Regions from separate parts of the Sus scrofa genome. Here all the other regions are linked to region 3. The links are chromatin contacts, called in public HiChIP or PLAC-seq maps. All regions are on one chromosome and are shown on one strand. The core of a region is the stretch at or near the end of the contact, and the rest is flanking DNA. Distances in the headings are between cores, read along the strand shown.

Region 1 (2,863 bases), core at 359-2,858, 610 kb before region 3:
GGTCTCGCCAGGGTGAATCCTTTCTCCGAGGGAGGGCAGCAGCCTCCAAGGTTGATCCCTCTCCAGTTTTACAATGACTCTGGGGGCCCCCAAGGATCTTTCTTTCTGCCCACAGTACATCATCATCCAGGTACTCCTTGGGCCCCAGCAAATGCAAAGGGTGAGCTGAGTTTCTAAGTCACCTCCCTGATGTGGTCCCACATCAGCTGTGTGACTTCGAGCAACTGGCGTCACTTCTCTGAGCCCCGGTTTCCTATTTCGGAAAATGGAGCCATGACTGCCCACCTCGCAGGGCTGTGGGCAACATGGCCTGAGTCAGAGCTTTGAAAACTGAGCCAGCCGACACATGCTCCGACTCTTCCCCTCTGCTTATCCTTTCATTTCCTCCTTGGAGGAGCTGGAATTTCAGTCTGCAGGCTCCTGCATGCAAAAACATCCGGTTGACTCTGGCACCAAATCCTGTCCCCAGCTGCAAAAACCACCCCCACCCCTGAGTTCCAGGTCCCAGATGGGTGGCTCTGGATTGCATTCATGTCTCTTCACTTTAGTTGCCTTTTGACCTTGACCGTGCTGCTGGGTACCCCCCCCCCCGCCCCCCAGGCCTCACTTTTACCGTCTTTACGGTAACAAATCTCTCTACAATGAGATGACCTCCTTGGTGGCCAGGGGTTGTACCTACCTTCAAACAAGAACATGTGTTGGCTTTGTTTGGACTGTATATGGTGTATATTCGTTGCTCACTGATAACCAGGACGTTTCTCTTCCCTCCGCCACCCAGGTTTGTACTCACTACCCACCTCTCTGGAGCCTAACTTGCTGAAAATAGGCCCCCACACCTCTGTTTCAGGGTCTCTTCCAAGGAAGGGAGTTTTGGGAGTTTTGCTGTTGTTGTTTCTCAAGAGATGGTTGCCTCTAGCTGACCTCTGCTCCAGGAGTTCTCATTCTAAAAACCATTGAGTTCTTTGTTGGGCCTTGAAGATCCACATCTGTGAAAAGACCCTAAATGGTTCCTTTCTTTCTTCCTCTTTTTTTTTTTTTTTAAATTTTTGTCTTTTCAGGGTCGCACCTGTGGCATATGGAGGTTCCCAGGCTAGGGGTCTAATCGGAGCTGTAGCCACCGGCCTATGCCACCGCCACAGCAATGTGGGATCCGAGCTACGCCACAGCTCACGGCAATGCCGGATCCACTGAGTGAGGCCAGGGATCGAACCTGCAACCTCATAGTTCCTAGTCAGATTCGTTTCTGCTGCGCCACGATGAGAGCACCTCTTCCCCTTTTTCTTTCTTTCTTTCGCTTTGTGGGATGCAGAAGTTCCTGTGCCTGGAATGGAACCTGTGCCACAGCAGTGACCCAAGCCATAGCAGTGACCACATCAGATCCTTAATTGCTAGGCCACCAGGGAACACTTTTTCATTCATTCATTCATTCAATGGGACCTCATGAACAAGACCTTCCCTGGATGGGAGATTACCTTTGCCTCCCGGGGACAAAAAGGCAGACTAAGTGAGTCTCTTTTTGCAAGGATGGTGTGTGTGTGTGTGGAGGGGGGGGTCATGTGCTTTCTTCACTTCCAGCAGCCAGGAGCCGCTCCGCAGGGGTGTGGATGCTTCTGAACACATTGCTGCCCTGCCTCACCCACTCCAGGCTCAGACCCTGATAGCCATGGCCCTGGCCAAGGACTCAGGAAATCTCATGAACTGAGATTTAGAGGGTTTATCAAGGCGCTGTTCTAAACGCACTGCAGGTAACGATGTCATTAATCCGCGCATAGAGTCCGAGGAATAGATGCCATTATAAATCCCACTTCTCCGGGGCGAAACTGAGGCTCAGGATACCATCCAGCCTTGGCTCGGAGTCTGGGGTATGGAAATTGTTGCCTCGCCCCCATCTCCCCTTCTCTTCCTGGTCGGAGTGCAGCCCCCTGGAGAAAGGTGGGAGGAAGTCGGCGGCGGCAGGACCCGGGAGCCGCAGAGACAGGCCGGAGGGAGCTGCCCGGACTCGGAGAGGCCGCGGGTTCGGGCGAGTCTGCAGAAAACCCTTCCCCCAGGCGGTGGGGGCGGGGCGACACCGCCCCCGGGGCGGGCCCAGTGCGTGGCAGCGGGATCACCGGCCCCGTCGCGAAGTTTCCAGCTTTTTTGCGAGAGCCGCTGGATCAGCCGGACGTCCCCAGGCCCTGGCCATGCGGCTCCTGCTACTTCTGGCCCCACTGGGCTGGCTGCTTCTGACCGAAACGAAGGGTGACGCCAAACCGGAGGGTGAGGACCCGAGGCCCGGAGCGGGAGAGAGGGATGGGGGTGGGGGAGGGCTGGGCTGGGGGCCGTCTCGGTTAGGACCCATCGGTATGGGAGGCCTGGGCTTCGGAGGGTTTCTGAGTTCAGACTCCATGTCCACTGACTCGCTGGTGACTTGGACAAAACACTTCCCTCTTAGGGTTGGGGTTCCCACAGTCGCTCAGCTGGAAGGGCCAAAGTCCCGTTCAGTCCCAGAGGGGCAAGTAATATGACCGCTGGTAATAATGACAGTAGCTACTCTTTACAGAGCACTCGCTCTGAGTCAGGCATCAGTTTAGCAGGATCACATCCTTAAGATGTGCATCCTTCCATTCCCATTTTCCAGCTGGGCAAACTGAGGCCCTAGAGTCGGTTCACTTGCCCAGGGTCACACAGCATGTGGGCTTTGGAACCAGGATTCACACCCAGGCCTCACCACCTGGGGGTGAGGGGCCCCTGGGCAGGGGTAGGGGTGGGAGGGGTGGCTCACAATGGGGAGCCGTCTGACCTTCACCTGTGTCCTCTGTGGTCTGCTCTGCCCCTGCCAGGTGGGTCTTCCCCTCTCTGGGTTGCACCTGAGGAAACTAAGGCC
Region 2 (2,809 bases), core at 209-2,708, 530 kb before region 3:
GAACCATGAATGAGGTGGCGGGTTCGATCCCTGACCTCGCTCAGTGGGTTAAGGATCTGGCAATGCCATGAGCTGTGGTGTAGGTTGCAGATGCGGCTTGGGTCCCACGTTGCTGTGGCTGTGGTGTAGGCCGGTAGCTACAGCTCCGATTGGACCCCTAGCCTGGGAACCTCCACATGCTGTGGGAGCGGCCCTAGAAAAGGCAAAAAGACAAAAAAAAAAAAAAAAAAAGGTTTGTCTTTTCTGGACATTTCACGTAACAAGAATCATTTAATATGTTTTTTTAGTATGTATGGCTTCTTTCACTTAGTGTAATGTTTGAGGCTCATCCACGTGGTAGCCTGGGTCAGTATTCCAGTCCTTTTTCTTGCCAAGTAGTTTCCACTGTCTGGATAGCTTTTTTAGTTTGTCCATTTATGAGTTGATGGACATTTGGGTTATTTCTCCTTTTTTGTGGCTATTAGGAATAATGCTGCCAGGAACATTCTTGTACAAGTCATTGTGTGGACACATTTTCATTTCTCTTGTGTAGATAGCTAGCAATGTAATTGCTGGGTCATACGGTCAATTTAAATTTATTTGTCTTTTTTTTTTTGGTCTTTTTGCCTTTTCTAGGGCCGCTTCTCGCGGCATATGGAGGTTCCCAGGCTAGGGCCACAGCAACACAGGATCCGAACCGCGTCTGCGGCCGACACCACAGCTCAGGGCAACGCCGGATCCTTAACCCACTGAGCGAGGTCAGGGATCGAACCTGAAACCTCATGGTTCCTAGTCGGATTCGTTAACCACTGAGCCACGACGGGAAGTCCCAATAATGCCCACCTTAAAGCACATTTATGAGGCTGGCATGCACTGGGATATGGACAATACCTGGTGAAAAGTAGGCATTCCCTATAAACTTGCCCATATTTTACAGACTGAGTCTTAAGTTATCCGTGTTCATATCTTACCCACTGTCTCCACTCGCCATGCTCCAGGCAAGGACCTCATCCCGGTGTTTAGTGCAGTGCCCCTTGGCACAAAATAGGCACAAACATTCGAAAGAAAGTATGGAAATCATGCGTCTCTAGCCGCCGCCTACCCTCCCGCTCGGAGTTGCATCGTTTGGCTCTGGAACGCAGACAGATCCAGACTCTGAAACTGCCGCCACTGAACACCAACTAGCCCGCGGCCTAGTCCTGACCAATGGGAGCTCGCCTCCCCAGGGGCCCGCCCCATTCTGACCTTCGATCGCTTGTACCCGACCTAGGAAGTCGACCAATTAGCTGTTGAGCTCCGTTGTTATCCCCGCCCCAATGTTGAAACTGCTGCTTCTGAAGGCGAAGTTACATTCGCGGGAGCGTCCCGCCTTCCCGCATCTGACCAATCAGGGAGGCCAGATAGGGCCCCGCCCCGGCCGGTGACGCATGGGGTGGGCGGGGCACAGCTCCCGGCCGCGCTGGCTGCTACTGGCTGGGCGTTGCCCGCGTTTCCTGGCGGTGAGTGCCGGGGCGGCAGGGTCAGGGATGCGGAGGAACGGCTCAGTTGGTTGCCCTCCGTTCGTCCTCATGGAGGGGCCGGGGCCCGCGATGGGAAAGAAGAGGGAGGCTGTCTCCCTCTTCCCAGTGTCCCGCTCCTGAGTTCTCCGGCACCACCTCTGGTACTCTTGCTGCCCGGTTTTCCTTTTGAATGTGGCCTTCCGGTTGCGGTGGCACAGCTTTAGCTCTCCAGAACGCGGCCGGAGCTGGAGGAGGGCAGATAGGCTGTTCTCTTTAACCCCGTGCGAAAACGGAGACCCTTGAGTATAGGTCTAGCCCAGAAACACTTGGTCAGATAAGGGTGGGGGCCGGGACTCCTGGTCCTGGGAATCAGGCTGTTTGCTCCCCTTGTCTGCACTCCGGCGGAGTGGTCTCCTCGAATCTCCACTGCCCCCCACTTAACTGCACGGGTATAGGTGGGGGCGGGTCCAGTGTAGTCTGGCTTCTCTGCTCCGGGCAGGGCTGGTTTCTGAGAGTAGGGGATCTGACTGAATCCAGTGTTAGAAAGGAATAACGTGTACTGGGGGGAGACTGGGTTTCTGGTTGGAGGAGTCTGGGCTTGAGGCTCAGAGGGAAGAGGAAGCCCCTTCCCCTAGCTTGCAGAAATCTTTTCCGGATTAGGGTGTATCCCTGAGCCTGGATGGGGTGAGGGGGGAGGCAGCTTCCACACTCCTGGGGAAAGAAAGGCTGGAGCCAGATTTGGATTCAAAATCTGACTTTGGCACTTACTAGCTGTGTGACTTGGGCCAAATTGCTTAACTCCTCTGAACTTTGGTTTCTTCATTTGTAAAAATAAAAGGAGGGAGTTCCCGTCATGGCTCAGTGGAAATGAATCTGACTAGCATCCATGAGGACTTAGGTTCAATCTCTGGCCTTGCTCAGTGGGTTAAGGATCCCACGTTTCTGTGAGCTGTGGTGTAGGTTGAAGACATGGCTTGGATCCTGTATTGCTGTGGTTGTGGTGTAGGCCGGCAGCTACAGCTCTGATTCGACCCCTAGCCTGGGAACCTCCATATGCCGCAGGTACGGCCCTAAAAATGCAAAAAAAAAAAAAAAAAAAAAAAAAAAGGAAGAAGAAAGCAGGGTAGGAGAGAGGAAAGAGTCCCTTCTGAAGTCTGATTTGTGTTAAATCCAAAAGTTATAATGCTTGGAGTTCCTTCTTTGGTGCAACGGGATCTGAGGCGTCTCTGCACCACCAGGACACAGGTTTGATCCTCCACTCGGCACAGGGGTTAAAGGATCCAGTGTTGCCCCAGCTTCATTGTAGGTCGCAACTGTGTCTTAGATCTGAT
Region 3 (2,818 bases), core at 6-2,505:
GTGCCCCGGTACCTTTCTGGCGCCGCGTTCTGCGAACTCCCTAGCGAGCTGGCGCCCGATGCCTCTCCCGCCGCCGGTGATGAGGACGTTTTCCCGCGACAGGTCCCGCAGCTTGGCGGGCAGCACCAGTCCGATGGCAGCTTTCACCACCAGATAGATCATCTGCAGAGGGAACACTACCAACGCTCCCAGCCATTTCCACACCATCCTCCGCGCCGCGGAGCCGGGCAGGGGTGGGGGGGCGAAACTCCCCGGACCGAACAAAATAGGACTTAAAAAAGAAAATACCCCCCCAACAATAATAAATAAACCAAATAAGGGGGAAGAGAGGCGTCCCACCTGGCCACTCTAGAAATCACCTCTTCCCAAATGCAAAGCAAGCATCGGGTGGGAAAAGGGGAAAAAAAAAAAAAAAAGAGAGAGAGAGAGAGAGAAAGAGATAAATCCTCGGGAGGAGAAAAAGCGTCTCAGAAGGTTGGGACAGTAAGAGAGGTGGAGGGGAAGCCGGAGGTGGAAAGTTCTAACAAGAACTTTCTTGCCCCAGCAGCCGTTTCGGCTGGGGAATTCTCAGGTAATGTTTACAGGCTGACAGAGGAGTTTAGGCAGGGAAGGAAAAAAAAAAAAAAAAAAAAAAAAAAAAGCACCAACCACACGCGCGCACCCTGCTACAGTCCCGCGGTTTCAAAGTGCAAGACTAAAAAAAAAAAAAGAGCTGTTTCCAAATTGCAGCGCCCCCCACCCCTTCTTCAGGGGAAAAAACAGTGTGTGTGCTGGGGGGCGGGGGGGGGGAAGTGCTTGTAGCTCCCAATTTCAGTCCGCAAAAGTCTCCCGTCTCATTGCTATTCTTGGGCTCAGGAAATTGCTTAAAAGCGATCTGATTGCCAGCAACGTGCAGGAGAAGTGGGGGGTCCGGGTGTCAGTTTCTTTACGTGCATGGCTCGCCCTCGCGCGCGCTCGCTCTCTCCGGCTCCCTCCCTCCCTCTCTCTTCCAGCGGAGCCTGGGAGTTGCCGCTCGATCCGGCTCCCTCTCTCTCCCTTGTAAGCATTTATTGCCTTCTTTTTGTCCTTTCCAACTTGGAGAGGGCCCGGGTGCGGAGCGCGCGTGGATCGGACTCCCTCTTCTCCGGCGCCTTATCCATTCGCTCCCGGGGCAGCCGCGGAGAGGAGCAAGAGGGCGCCCCCCCCCCATTTTTTTAAATACTCCATTAAGTCTGATTGACAGTTAAAGTTGTTCAGAGGCTTCACTACCGTTCCTGTGAGTGGCTGCCGCGGGCTCCCCTCCCCCTACGCAGTCTCGGGGCGCGCGCGCGGGCGCGCACTCGGGCTCGCTCCGACTCGCGCTCTCCCCCGGCCGGCTCCCCGTCTCTGCAGGCCAGGGCTTGCCGGCAGTGTCCCTGAGGGCTCGCCGCCGCAACTCACACGCCGGAACCGACTCCTGCGAGCCGGCTCCCTCCTTGAGACATTCCTCCCTGCCTGGGATGCGATCTCCCCGAACAGAGGCGCCCGCAGGCCAGGTGACCCCCTCTGCGTGCTGGGCAGGCCCAGAGGAGCTCGCGCTCGCCTCAAGCCATCAGGTCGCCCAGGGTTTATTTCAGATCCTTTGGCCATCCCCTGCTTCCAGGTAGGACCAGGAAGCCACTTCCGACCTTTGCCCAGAGGCCTCCTGTCTTAACTTTAGAGTGCACTTTCTAAACATGCCCCGAGTTGTTCAAGTAGCTGGGGTGGGGGGGAGCAGCTGGGGAGTAGGGTTTTGCTTTGAGGGGCAGGGGGTGGGCAGGGTAAAGGAACCTCTGCCCCCAAGGTGCCAATAAAATCCCTGAAAGATTAGCTGGGAGCGTATTTATTGCTCATCTGGGCTAGAATTACCTTGACTGACAGCAATTTCCTTAATAACAAAGGCCTGTAAACAAAATGTGCTAAACCAGTGCCCCCTGTGCTGTGCAGGCAGAAACTCCTCTCTTTGGGGCACCCACCTTGGCACCTCCTGTTTTCCCCCCAAACAAGAAGGTCTCCCCTGTTGGGGCTGGGCCCGCTGGGGTGTGTGTGTGTGTTGGGGGGACCTGACTCTATTTAGAGTTGTCTGTTGCAGGAAGTCTGGGAGGTGAGTCACTAAAAAGCAGTCCCAGCTAAAAGTGCTGATGGGACTTGCCTCCTGCTGCCCCTGATGTCCCAGGCCAGGAGGAGAGAGGGTGGGCCAGGCAGGTGCCCTGTAATCTGGGGCAGCCCTTCTCCAGCAAGAGGCTTGTTCAGACGCGGAGTGCTGGGCCTCACCGTGCCCCAGACGTTCTGATTCAGCAGTGCTGGGTGTGCTGGAATCAGTGCTCTGCCTGCACGATCTGCTGAGCATCTGGTGAGAAAGGCGTATTTGGGGGAGGGGGTGGCTGGGGTTTACCTCCTCCCTGGGCTGCAAAGACCCTTTAGTTCGCAGGCCTGGTGTGAGGGGGGGTGTTCTACAGGCCGGCTCATCCTTCCAGGTGAATTGGGAAAATCGTTATCTGGACCACTGGAAGAGCTAGAAGGGTTTGGGAGAGGGGCTGGATGAGAAACTGAGGGCTTAGATTCTGAAATTTAATCTTCCCACTGACCTGAAAGGGGTATCATTAACCCCATCTGCCAGGTAGTGTGGGAGGGAGGGATCCAAGTCCAGACCGGATTCCTCTTCCCACCCCACCCCACCCGGGACCCTCCTGCCTCCCTTCTCCTGCCTCCATGCAAGCCTCCAAAAGTAGGACCGAAAGGCAGGCCATGAGCTTTACAGACTCAGGCCACGGCTAAAGGCTAAAGGCAGGACTCTGTCAAAGTGATGGCCTCCTCCCAC
Region 4 (2,820 bases), core at 61-2,560, 570 kb before region 3:
TTATGGAAGTTCCCAGGCTAAGGGTTGAATTAGAGCTACAGCTGCCTGCCTATGCCACAGCCACAGCAATACCTGATCTGAGCTGTATCTTTGACCTCTGCCACAGCTCGTGACAATGCCAGATCCTTAACCCACTGAGTGGGGCCAGGGATCAAACCCGCTCCCTCATGGATGGATACTAGTCAAGTTCTTAAGCCACTGAGCCACAATGGAAACTCCTATAATGCTTATTATAAACCACAATATCGGAGTTCCTGTTGTGGATCAGCAAAAACAAACCCGACTAGTATCCATGTGGACATGGGTTCAATCTTTGGCCCTGCTCAGTGGGTTAAGGAATCGGTGTTGCTGTGAGCTGTGGTGTAGGTCGCAGATGCGGCTCGGATCCAGTGTTGCTATGGCTGTGGTGTAGGCCGGCAGCTGTTGCTCCGATTCGACCCCTAGCCTGGGAACTTCCATATGCCACAGGTGCAGCCCTAAAAAGCAAAAATAAAATAAATACAATACAATAAAAATAAATAAAATAAAATATTTTTTAAAAACCCACGATATCACAGCAAGCCACTTGTGTGGCTTTAGATTTTTTAGTAGCCACATTCTCAACAGTAAAAAGAAACTGGAGAACTTAATTTTAGCAGCATATTTTATTTAACCCAATTTATCCAAAATATTATTATTATACATGTAATCAATACACAAATATCAGTGAGATAGTTTACATTCTTTTTCCTACCAAGCCTTCCAGCCTTCCAGCACATCTCAGTTTGCACTGGCCACATTTCAGGATTTCATAGCAACACGTGGCTGGGTGGCTACCAGTCTGGACAGCGCAGGCTTAGAGCCTCCCCCGCTGTCCCTGAGGCCATCAAGAGACTGTTTACTGCTGTATCCCAGTGCCCGGCACATAATAAGGCTCCCAGTGATCTGCCATATGTGAGCTGGAATCATCTCCCCTCTGAGCCAACTGGTACTATTGTGAAGGTTCACGTGAAGTATGTTAGGTTCTCCTGCTCAGGGATGGTTGCTGTTCTTACTTCCTCAAAGTCAACTGAAGGGCGGCAGGCCAAGGCTTACTCTCTGTCTTTCTCTTGGGAGCTCTTTTCTAAAATTACCAAGCGCAAGCTGGATTCCAGAGCTGGCAGAAGCCTTAGGGTAAAACTCTAGAGCAACAAACGAAAGAGCGGGAACATCTAATGCAGGCCCTTGGTTTCTGTTCCCCTTGACAGCTCGAGGCCCCGCCCACCCCAGCCCCTGATCGGCGCCCAGCGGAACTACAGCCCCCATGATGCAGCGCGTGTCCTCGCGTGTGCGTCATCGGTTTGGGACGCCAGGGCGGTGAATAAACGAGTTGAGATGCTTCTCCAGGCGCTGAGCCAGAGGACCCCCTGACCCATAGGAACTAGTAGGGTCGAACACGCTGAGCTCAGAGTCCCCGGACTCACCGAGGTCAGAACGGCGAACCTGAGGCGGCTGGTGACTCGCGCGCCCTTCTCCTCCCGCCTGTCCCCGGGGTGGCGCTTGTTGGTGACGTCGGGGGTATGATGGCTGACAGGAGGCCGGGAAGGTGAAGGTGAGAGGGCGAGCACACTGGGCGGTGGGCCGGGGCCAGCCCAGCCCGGCGAGTCTTGAGTAGCCTGGCGTGCGCCAGTGGGACACCAGGTTCCCGGGGGCTCCGAATCCGGGCTGGCAGGCGCCCCCACGCTCCAGCCTCGCCGCCGGGCTCTCCGCGGCCCAGAGAGGAGGGGGCGGGACGCTGGACTGGGGGGGGGGAATCCCTGAGGCTACTTGTCACCCTTTGCTTGCTCACTCTTCACCGCCGCATTCCACCCCAACCCTTTCCCCATTTCTCATCCAGTTCTCTGTATTTGCCGGCACGTATTCAGCGCATGATAGGTGCCCACGTTCATCACTGTAGGTGCCCTGCTCCGACTTCCCCAAATTTGGGCACTTATTGCTCTCGCACAGTCGTCTCTTTACTTGTTTGGCTTCTAAATGAACGGTAAGCTCCGTTTGAAGGCAGGGACTGTTTTTTTATCCATCCCTAACTTTAATGCCTGGCACAAACACACACAGACGCAAGGCAGACAGAAGATGCCGAATAATTAGCTGCTTGGATCATGAGGCCAAAACTGCCATTCCCCTCTATTGTAAGTCTGTGTTGCCCTGTTCCTTTAATTCCTTTATTTTCTCTCTTTTCCTCCTCCCATTAGGGGCTCTGTCACCCTTTCCCTCTCCAAGGGTGGGGTGAGACAGATGCACCTAATAGAAAGCAAGGGAGCTTTGCAGTCACCAGGAGGGAGTATCTCAGTTGCAGCTTGGCCACTTAACTAGCATAACTCTTTGCACCACAGAATTGAGAATTAAGACATTTTACAGCATCTGGCAGGTGGAGGCTTTCAATAAGTTGCACTTCTGTGTCTCAACTCCACCCTCCCATCTCTAGTCCTCCATTCCACAGTCCTCAGCCCAGTCCCTGTCCTTGTTCTGCCCACTCCTCGCGCCTCTGGCTGTGCCTTTGCCAGGGTCCCTGCTTCTCCCCAGCACATGGCTGAACACGTGTTTGTGCACACCTAGGCTTGGCCCCACACCTGCGTGTTGTGTTTTTCCTCAGGGAACTTCCTCACATACCACGCCAGTGCCTCAATGAGTAAGCTTCCCTCGGGGATGAGTTTGCTTGGCTTTTCAACTTGGTTAGACTTGTTTGGCACCAGTTTTTAGTTTTTGTTTTTTTTCTTTTTTGCTGCCTGTTGACCTGTACCTTTTCTTTTCCAACAAGTCAGAATTGGAGTCAACGCAATCAGCAGCCAACCTCAACGTGAG

Evidence for each region. HiChIP or PLAC-seq counts read pairs in DNA pulled down with a chosen protein or histone mark.
Region 1: a contact with region 3 is called in an H3K27ac HiChIP or PLAC-seq map of alveolar macrophages. The contact joins the promoter of PLOD1 here to the promoter of DHRS3 in region 3. A contact is called at or near these places in 1 of 5 promoter capture datasets (fetal liver), 1 of 47 Hi-C or Micro-C datasets (retroperitoneal adipose tissue) and 1 of 2 datasets of contacts at active chromatin or transcription factors (alveolar macrophages).
Region 2: an H3K27ac HiChIP or PLAC-seq map of alveolar macrophages shows a contact between it and region 3. The contact joins the promoter of MIIP here to the promoter of DHRS3 in region 3. A contact is called at or near these places in 1 of 5 promoter capture datasets (fetal liver) and 1 of 2 datasets of contacts at active chromatin or transcription factors (alveolar macrophages).
Region 4: a contact with region 3 is called in an H3K27ac HiChIP or PLAC-seq map of alveolar macrophages. The contact joins the promoter of MFN2 here to the promoter of DHRS3 in region 3. A contact is called at or near these places in 1 of 5 promoter capture datasets (fetal liver) and 1 of 2 datasets of contacts at active chromatin or transcription factors (alveolar macrophages).

What each region holds. Positions count from the first base shown.
Region 1 is chr6:71,986,330-71,989,192 of Sscrofa11.1, forward strand. It overlaps PLOD1 (procollagen-lysine,2-oxoglutarate 5-dioxygenase 1), which reads left to right and starts at 1,609. Exons shown (of 19, transcript XM_003127577.5): 1 at 1,609-2,256. The coding sequence starts at 2,181.
Region 2 is chr6:72,063,240-72,066,048 of Sscrofa11.1, forward strand. It overlaps MIIP (migration and invasion inhibitory protein), which reads left to right and starts at 1,459. Exons shown (of 10, transcript NM_001244704.1): 1 at 1,459-1,639.
Region 3 is chr6:72,597,978-72,600,795 of Sscrofa11.1, forward strand. DHRS3 (short-chain dehydrogenase/reductase 3) reads right to left here and starts at 1,256. Exons shown (of 6, transcript XM_021095382.1): 1 at 13-1,256. The coding sequence starts at 207.
Region 4 is chr6:72,025,202-72,028,021 of Sscrofa11.1, forward strand. It overlaps MFN2 (mitofusin-2), which reads left to right and starts at 1,311. Exons shown (of 19, transcript XM_021095349.1): 1 at 1,311-1,570; 2 at 2,781-2,820.